Regions from separate parts of the Mus musculus genome. Here region 1 is linked to region 2. Evidence: chromatin contacts called from public promoter capture Hi-C data. All regions are on one chromosome and are shown on one strand. Each heading gives the region's core, a stretch centred on a gene start, on an enhancer-like site or on the middle of the called end of the contact. The rest is flanking DNA. Distances are from core to core; before and after follow the strand shown. Region 1 holds the start of Cspg4 (chondroitin sulfate proteoglycan 4). Region 2 holds the start of Acsbg1 (acyl-CoA synthetase bubblegum family member 1).

The links. Promoter capture Hi-C pulls out the DNA fragments that hold promoters and counts their contacts.
Region 1: a promoter capture Hi-C map of liver shows a contact between it and region 2, with 3 times the contacts expected there. The contact joins the promoter of Cspg4 here to the promoter of Acsbg1 in region 2. A contact is called at or near these places in 2 of 39 promoter capture datasets (embryonic stem cells and liver).

Annotation. Positions count from the first base shown.
Region 1 is chr9:56,862,449-56,866,538 of GRCm38.p6, reverse strand. It overlaps Cspg4 (chondroitin sulfate proteoglycan 4), which reads right to left and starts at 1,435. Exons shown (of 10, transcript NM_139001.2): 1 at 1,262-1,435. The coding sequence starts at 1,349.
Region 2 is chr9:54,660,211-54,664,702 of GRCm38.p6, reverse strand. Acsbg1 (acyl-CoA synthetase bubblegum family member 1) reads left to right here and starts at 2,818. Exons shown (of 14, transcript NM_053178.2): 1 at 2,818-3,154. The coding sequence starts at 3,033. Gm39341 (a long non-coding RNA gene) reads left to right here. Exons shown (of 3, transcript XR_870774.2): 3 at 1-355.

The DNA.
Region 1 (4,090 bases), core at 186-2,685, 2.2 Mb before region 2:
TCCCGGTTGAAGCCCAAGCAGGTAGGGCCTGCAGGGAACCATCTCTTGGTTGGAAATGCCCAGCTACCTCAGTGTTCCCTCCTCACATCCCTCATGTCTGTTCATCTCCGGGACTGTGAGATTTTAGGAAAGGCAGTCTGAGCAGTGAGGATGAGGAGCCCAGATCTAGCTGGAGTCACCTTAGTGAGGGGTCCTTCCCTGACTCACTTCCCTTCTGGGTGCCTCGTGATAGCCTTCTTTAGAGCTGGTCTCCTCCGTCTGACGGGGAGAAGGGTGTGGTCCGGGCCCCTGGAAGGGAGACTCAAGTTCCTTCTCTGCTTTAAGTTGCTCTTGGAAATGGTCCTGAAAGATGTAGGCTGACTGCCTGATTCATACATTGGTAGTAATGACAGATGGGGCCCCGAGGCCACAGATCTCATGGTCTAACCAGACCTCATCTCCAGGAAAGGAAGAGCGTTGTACTGCTAGGGTTCCTGGGATTGTGACAATTGTGACAGACAAGATGCCCACCAAGGTGCTCTTCACTCAGGCTCTGCTGGTCAGACACCAGAGCTAGAGACAGGGGGTGTGGCCTGGTTTGTCCCAGGGCTATCAGAGAGATATCTGAGGGGTGGCAGCCTTGCCTCTGGGCCCTGGAGAGTGGGTGGTCTTGTCTGTCACCAGCCAGGTCCTCTCAGTGAGGAGAGCAGACACGAGGGAAAGAAGGTATACGGGCCGATGGAGGTAGGGACAGAAGCCAGCTAGCCAGCCCTGGGAACAAAAAGAGAGTATGGAAGCCAGAGGCAGTTAGAGGAGGCCGTGGCAGAGGTGTGCTGGGCACACACAGGGTGGGGCATTGTGCCTCCTCTCCGAGTCTCACTTCACAGCACCCCCACTTCTGGCTCAGAGTATCTGTGGTCAGGATGCACACTTAATGCTGCCTCTGGGTATACTTTGATAGCCACTGTGGTCACTCAAACCTGTATGGCAAAGAGAATGGATAGCATCGAGGTGGCTAAGTGTCCCAGACAACCTGGGTGGGCAGAGCCACACCCTTGGCAATCTGACTCCAGGGGTCCCTTTTCAGAGTCTGACTTTCTAGGGTCAGGAAAACCAGACAATCTTGGATACCCGGAGTTCCCATTAACAGAGATCACAGCTTTCCTTCCAGACCCTCAGCCTGGGGAAGAAGTATAGGCCCTTGGACTCTTGATCAGGGACCATGAGTGCAGTCCCCATATAGATCCTTTAGGCAGGGGCAGGGTCTCAGTCCCTCACTCACCAGGAGCTGTAGATCTGACCAACAAGGCCAAGGTAAGAGCCAAGGCCAGGGCTGGAGCTGACAGCGGGTGTCCCGGGCCGAGAAGCATCGCGGCGGGGCTGGGTGCCTGGACTTGTAAGGCGAAGGAACAGAGCGTGCTGAATCTGGACAGCACCGAGTCGCAAGTCGCAAGTCGCAATTCAAGTCCAAAGTCGAGGGAGCAGGGCTCCTCGCACGGGCTAGGGCGCAAGGGCTGTCCAGTACTTAACTCCGGGGGCGGGGCAGGCGCCAGACCCGCGCTTAGATTTCGGGCGGGGGCTCCCTCTGTCTGCTCCCACCTCCAACTTTCTTAAAGGGGCCGTGCTGGGCTCTTGCTCCTGGTTAGGATTGAAGGACCTTTCCTGCCAAGGCAGACCCATGCCCCATTTTAAGGGTTTGGGACAATGTCTCTTAAGTCTTTAGACCCCCAGAACTCTGTGGACAGGATCTCTTGAGAACGGGAAATAAAAGTGAGAGCTGCCAGCCCTCTTCTGCCCTTGCGGTGATGTAGGGGTTTAGGTGCCTTCAAGGTCACAGGTCCCCGAGGATTCCACTAAAGCAGACCGCTAGGCAGGGCTCTGGGTTTGCCCTTCTCTTTCCACAGACTGTACATTCTCTGCCTGTAAAGACAAGAGGTCTGGATCTTGTGGTGCAGAAGCTCAGCCCTGTGGTAACACATGCTTCAAAACAACCCTGCAAGGTAGGGGCTGAGCACCCTTCCCTTCATTTTGTGGAGGAGGAGCCCAGCTCAGAATCCAAGGTCAAAGGTAGTGCCTGGCCATTTCCTGCCAGGATCCCAGGCCTCCTGACCCCCAAATCTTGGTGTTTTCACTTGCCCCACCACCTCCTGGAAATCTGGCCCTGGATTTAGCTCCTACCTAACAGCTTCAGGCTGGGGCCTTCTCCTCCTGGCTCCTTCCCAGGCAAGAGCCTGCCTAGTCCCAACCAGGAGCTGGAAAAAGCAGAGTTACTGTGGCTTTTCCCCGTGCCTGTGTTTGGCCAGCCCCAGCTGCATTGGGACCTGGCCTGGGTTTTTTCTAGGAGACGCATAGAGGAACACTCCCGTTCCTCTCTTCTTTCACGCATATCCCTCCACTGGGCTCCCTGCTGTGCCCACGTTCCACTGTGCACCCTCTTTCCAATCCTTACCCCTGAGCAGCAACAATCATAGCACAAGTCCAGCGTCTCATGACTTCTGATAGAACCGAGCCCCATTTCGATAGAGAAACTGAGGCTGAGAGGGATTAAAGGGCCTGGGTGAGTTGATCCAGGCGAGGGCAAGCCGAATCATTGAGCCCATGCTCTGTGCTCTTACTACCATGCCTGGTCTGATGTGTTCTTGATCCCAATTCTCCTACTTGACTGGCCTTTAACTACTCCTTTTTTTCCTGTGGTTCAGTTTTTCACTTACAAGTTTGAATTTATAAGCATTAAGTGTTTTAATATGTCTCAAATGCCTACCTTAGGGCCTGGCATACAGTAGGTGTTCAACTCATATCGCCTTTTCTTCTTCCTCTCTCATTCTGCACATCCCAGTACTTCACGGTTTGTATACAACTACTGCACATCCTCCCCTTGATGGAGGGTCTTCTGTGAACCTTTGACTTTCCCCTCCGTAGGCAGTTGCATACAGTAGGTGTTCAATAAGTACCTGTTAAGGTGGACTAAGAAGCTGATTGTTGCTATTCTATGGGGACTTAGACAGACTTAGGAACTATCCAGGCACCCTGGGGAACCTGACACAGTGAGCCTATGCCTTGTTTCTTGTTTTCCTTCTTCTGAGTCAGCACAACACTTGGTCCTCATTAAGGGCCAATTACTGTCCAAATATGGATCCAGGGTTTGGGAGGGGAGGCTTCTTGGAAGGTTGGGGAAGAAGAGTTCTCTCTTTAAGAATGAGAGGGAGGGGAAATGTTTGTCTTTTTATGAATTGGGAACTAGAGAGGAGACGTGCACCATCCCATACCGCCCATCTTCTGGCATCTTGCTCGGCCCCTACCCACAGATTTATTTGCCCACCACCACCAGGAATCACTTCTCTGTCTGGGGAGCCTCCAGACTAGTAGCTGCAGCCCAGCCCACAGCTGAGATTTAAGACAGGATGAGCTCAGAGCCTCCCCAGCCTTGCTGCCCGTGGGGTTGAGAAACAGACCTAGAAAAAGAATACAACAAGCACTGTGTTCATGACCCAGCTTGTGCATCTCTGCCGGGGTTTCCCAGTCTGTAAAACATTTACCAGGGGGAATGCCTAGGTGGCAGAACACTTGCCTAGCATGCACAAGGCCCTGGATTCACTCTCTAGCACTGGATCTGGGGAAGGGTTGGAGTAGGATGGGGATGTAGCTCAGTTGATAGAGTGCCTGCTGAGCATCAAAAAGCCCTGGGTTTGCTCTGTAGCAGTGCATAAAACCTGGACATGGTGTGAAGAGGTAGCTCTGCAATTAAAAGTGCTCACTGCTTTTGCATAGGACCTGAATTTGGTTCCCAGCACCCACATTGAGGGGCTCACAACTACCTGTAGCTCTAGTTCCAGGGGCTCTGATATCCTCTTCTAGATTCCATAGGTACCTGTATACATACATGTCATACATTCACATAAATACACACAAAATTAAATTCAATTATAATGAACCTTATTTTTAAAAAAAAGATTTATTTATTTATTTATGTATATAAATACACTGTCTTCATGCACACCAGAAGAGGGCATCAGATCCCATTACAGATGTGGTTGCTGTTGTGAGCCACCATGTGGGAATTGAACTCAGGACCTCTGGAAGAGTAGCCAGTGCTCTTACCCGCTGAGCCATC
Region 2 (4,492 bases), core at 1,569-4,068:
AAGCCCATAATTCCTTGTCTCCCCCACCCTTCTGATTCCGTTCCCCCATGGTGGGGACACACTGGCGTCACTTACAGTGACATTACCGGGCCCCTCAGCATAGCCAATCAGACCCCTGGCACAGCTCTCCCCATGGCCCCCTCGCGCATGCGCAGCTGGAGCTGGCTGAGACTTTGGACAGCCTCCAGGCTATCACTTCATGATCTAAAGAGTTCAAACTGAGGCTCAGAGAGACTCGGGGATCAGTACAAAGTTAAAGGGAATCTTGAAGAAGACTCGGGCCTCCTGTGGCTTATGCCCTGAATTACTTGGGGACAGGCCAGTGTTTCCTAGTCACTTGCGTTCCTCAGTTAAGAGCATCGCCTGTGACCAGCAGACTCATTGATCTTCTTGGGAGCATCTCTTACTGTGACAGCAGTGTAAAAACCACAGAAAGCTGCACCAGGTTAACATAGGACAAAAAGCTAGTGGGCAGGGAAGTCTGGAGCCCTTCCCCACCTGGCTTCATCTAACAAACAGAACATGTACTCCTATATGTTGAGTCTCTGAGGTACAAACATGAAAGGGGATGCTATGGAAATGTCTTAGAACGACTAATTCCTTTTAGTCCAATGTTTTTGGGGCTTACTAGCCCACTCTTATTCCTGGACCAGTTTGCCCTTTTTACATAAATGGTCTCTATGTCTGTTTCTAGTCACATGTCCCTGGTGCAACCTTCTGCCTTGGGACACAAGATCTTGGATCTGGTGCCCTGTAGAGGGCAAAAGCCATATGCTTACAGATGGCAATAGAGAATTCAGAACTGTTAAACATGCAGGCTTTCCTCATCAACCGAAGGGGTGTGCATGGTTGTTTTCCATCCAGAATGCTGGGAATAGATGTGTTAAGTACATTGTAACATTTATTATCTGTAGAGCGAGGCCTCACCCAAATAACTCACTCTTATGAAAGAGGCCCCATGTACTTTGTAAAAGAGTTTGCTATTATGCTTATTGCAAACCTTCCTCCTCAGACTCTTCTCCCCTGTTGTTTCTCAGGCAATTGAAGGTATTCTTGTGGAAGAGGTCACAGCTACTTTGTAAAAGACATGAGCTTTACAACGGCCTTTAGATGTAGTTATGCCTTAAGCTTTGTTGTGTTAACTGTCAGGAGGAAACTTTCCCCAAAGTTCTAACTGGTCCAGGAACTGTGTTTAAATAGACCAAAAATAAACTGCTTAGGGTCGGACTCTAGAAGGTTGAACCAGCCCAGCTAACTAAGTCATGTTGAGGTAGGTTTTCTTCTTACTGCTTGTGGTTCATTCCACTGGTGGCAGTAGAGCTTGCAGGAACCCCATAGAACCTTATGAATTCAGATCCACAGCCATTTTTCTTTTTCCTTCTCCTGGTCTGTTTTTCAGATGCCAGGCAAAAACCTAAATATGCTTGCTTCACCACTCACTGTTTCTCTGACCCTCATACTTAACTTACACTTGACTTTCCATCTCCCTCCTCTGGCAGATGTCAGGATACACACACAGACACACAGACACACAGACACACAGACACACACACACACACACACACACACACATATATATATATATATATATACACATACACATATACATATTTATATATATACATATATGTATATAATATTATATATATTTTTTAACCTTACCTGCCATGTTGTTTTTCTCCCAAATTATAATAAAATTGTTCTCAGGCTTCCTTTTGTGTCTATTTAAATTCTTTATTAACAAGACCATTGACCCAAAAAGGGAACCTTGATTTCTCCCAATGACAATAAGAATCTCTGCCAAAATTTGCACTAAGTTTTGTCTCCCCCAAATGATGCTCCTCCCAGAGCATCAGAGAGTAGCCTTATTTGGAAATGGGGTTTATGCAGGTGTAATCAGCTAAGATAAATTCATACAGGATTGCTATGGACCTTAGTCTGATGCTTGATGGCCTTCTAAGGAAACAGAGATGTAGACAGAGGGGAAGCCAACCATGGAAGAGTAGGGGGGACACGGACACTGCATGTAAAAGCCAAGTTGGACAAGCAGGGGCACTGACCTGAAGAAACTAGGGCAGAGGCCAGCAGTCTTCCATGATCCTTTCACACCTGGATTTCAGGCCTCTGGCCTCCAGAAGGATGAGAGAATGCATTTTTGTTCCTCTAAGCCATCTGGATTATAGTTGTTTTACTTTGTTTTAATTATGGAAGTCACAGGAATGAATATATAGTTCACCTTAGAGGATCTCTCTGGTATTCAGAGAAAAGCGCCTGCCCTGTGCATTTCCTGCCTCTCTGTTCATGGCTGCCTGCCAACTAGGCTTTCCTCCTTAAACTAAAGGGGCAAACCCTTGCTTCTGTCTAGGTGTCCCCAAATGGCCCCATTTTGGGGTTCTCTCTCATGCCTGTTTAGTGTAGATGCTTCTATGAGCTATACAGTAGTCCTCTTTATTGGAAATTCCACTTTCTTGTCCTCACAATACTGGGCTCTTTGTGGGCAGGGGCTGTGGCTCTCCTGTTGTGTCCAGTACAGGATCTAGAGCCAGGGACTGGGGCAAACCTTCCTGGGTTGCATTCATCTGTTCATGTTGAGGCTACACACGCTGAAGCTGGACTTTGGGGCCAGCAGCCATCTCAGGCTCAGTCTGGATTTGTGTTGGGAACCCCCTTTGCTCCAAAGTGTCCCTTTAAAGACAGTAAAGAGGTTTTCTGAGGGCCTAGAAGTCCTAAGCCCATTGGCTAGACCTTCTGGGAGAACTGGGGGCCAATTTGCATAAAAATGAAGGCTGGCTTCATTGAAATTCTCCTCATCTTGAATGCAGCGGAAAAACCAGGAAGAAAAGGAAAGTTTTAGTCCTGAGCAATTTACTGCCTAGGAACATTCTGAGCTTCTGAAAACAGAGAGGAAATGGGGCCCTCCGGGTCACTTCAGGCACCGCCCACCTCAGCCCCATGCCCGCCCCCCGCTGCCCCCTCAAGGCCAGCCTCTCACTGTGGGAGACCGCACTGTCTTCGGTGAATGCACACAGCAGATGCCACGCGGTTCTGAAGCAGGATACTGCTGTCTGTCCAGGGACTCCAACATGCCTGACAGCAGAGATGATCAGCAGCAGGGGGCCAGCTTGGGGACCTCCCAAGACAACTCGCAAACCAGGTGGGTTCAGTGCTCCAAGGTCAGCACGTGGGGCTTGGGGCTCCATATCACGATGTGATGCTGGAGGACCTGAAGCAAGCTGCCCCTCTTTCTGAGTCTCGGTTTCTTCGCCAGATCTCTGTGAAGGAAAAAGAGCAGGGCAGGGACATTTATCCTTCGGAGTGTGATTCAGTGTGTCTGTTCCTCTGTTGGCCGTTAGAGATTCAACTGAGGTACAAGTCACATTGGTATTAAGAAAGACTTTTTTTTCAGTCAGCAAGCACGTTCCTTTGTCTCCCCATGGTTGGAGGTGACCTGGTATATGGTAGGAGCGGGCAGGCAATGACCGAAAAGTTCGAGGGAGCACCCATGGTTTCCATTCCAGCCTGCTATGACCTTGGAAAGTCTCTGGCCCTCTCTGTCCGTACCTGAACAGAGATTGAGGTTATCTCTGATATGGAGGAACTGCATTTGTGTCCCATAAGAGAGCAAGAACAGAAGAGTGGAAGATAGGGCTCAGAGAGAGCAGTGTGCTAAACAGCTGGGCTGTCTACAGGGTAGGTCAAGGACAAGGAATCTGCAAGGTTTGAAAACGCTCAAGAACATGACCACTGTCCTTGTAAGGACTATGTGGGAAGAGGTGTGACAGATGAGAAGACATGTTAATGTGCCCCATTAGGTCCCCTGGACAAACTCATCAGGAGAGTGGGCTGCTGTTTACCTAGAAACAGTATCCCTTCCCCCTGTATGGATGGCAAGTGTAGGGGAGCAACTGTGGCCCTGAACAATTCTATGCTCTTGGCATAGGAAGGCCTGGGCCCTGGAGGTTCTGGGTCTATTCTGGGTAGCATCACTCATGATGTCATGAGGTCAGTGAGCAGGGGCCATCCCGACATCCCAGGTGATATTTCCAGATGTCTGGAAAGTTCAGCTCTCAAAAATGAAGAATAGCGTCTGCTGGTTTTCAAAGTCCCTTGTTCCACTTAGTGAGGGCTGGTGAGTTTGTCCAGAGAACCTAATAGGGCACGCATGTTAAGTCTTCCCATTTGTCCCATCTCTTTCTGCATAGGGTCAGTAGCTCCAGTGTTTGCTGAAGTCCATGTATCGGGTCTATGTTGACAGGGACTTAGCCAATAGGGAGGAATTTTGAACATCTGAGCTCACAGGCTCTAGGTCTGCCTCACTGATAACACAGATAGAGGTGGTCAAACCTGGGAGCCATCTTCAGCTTGGGCAGCAAAGGACTCTGTCGTGGGAAGGAGCACAGGTTCAGGAGGTCCCTGCAGGACAGACAGGGACTGGAAGCCAGGGTTAGAGTGTCAGCTCTATCGCCTGCTTTCTGAGCAACATTGAGTAAAT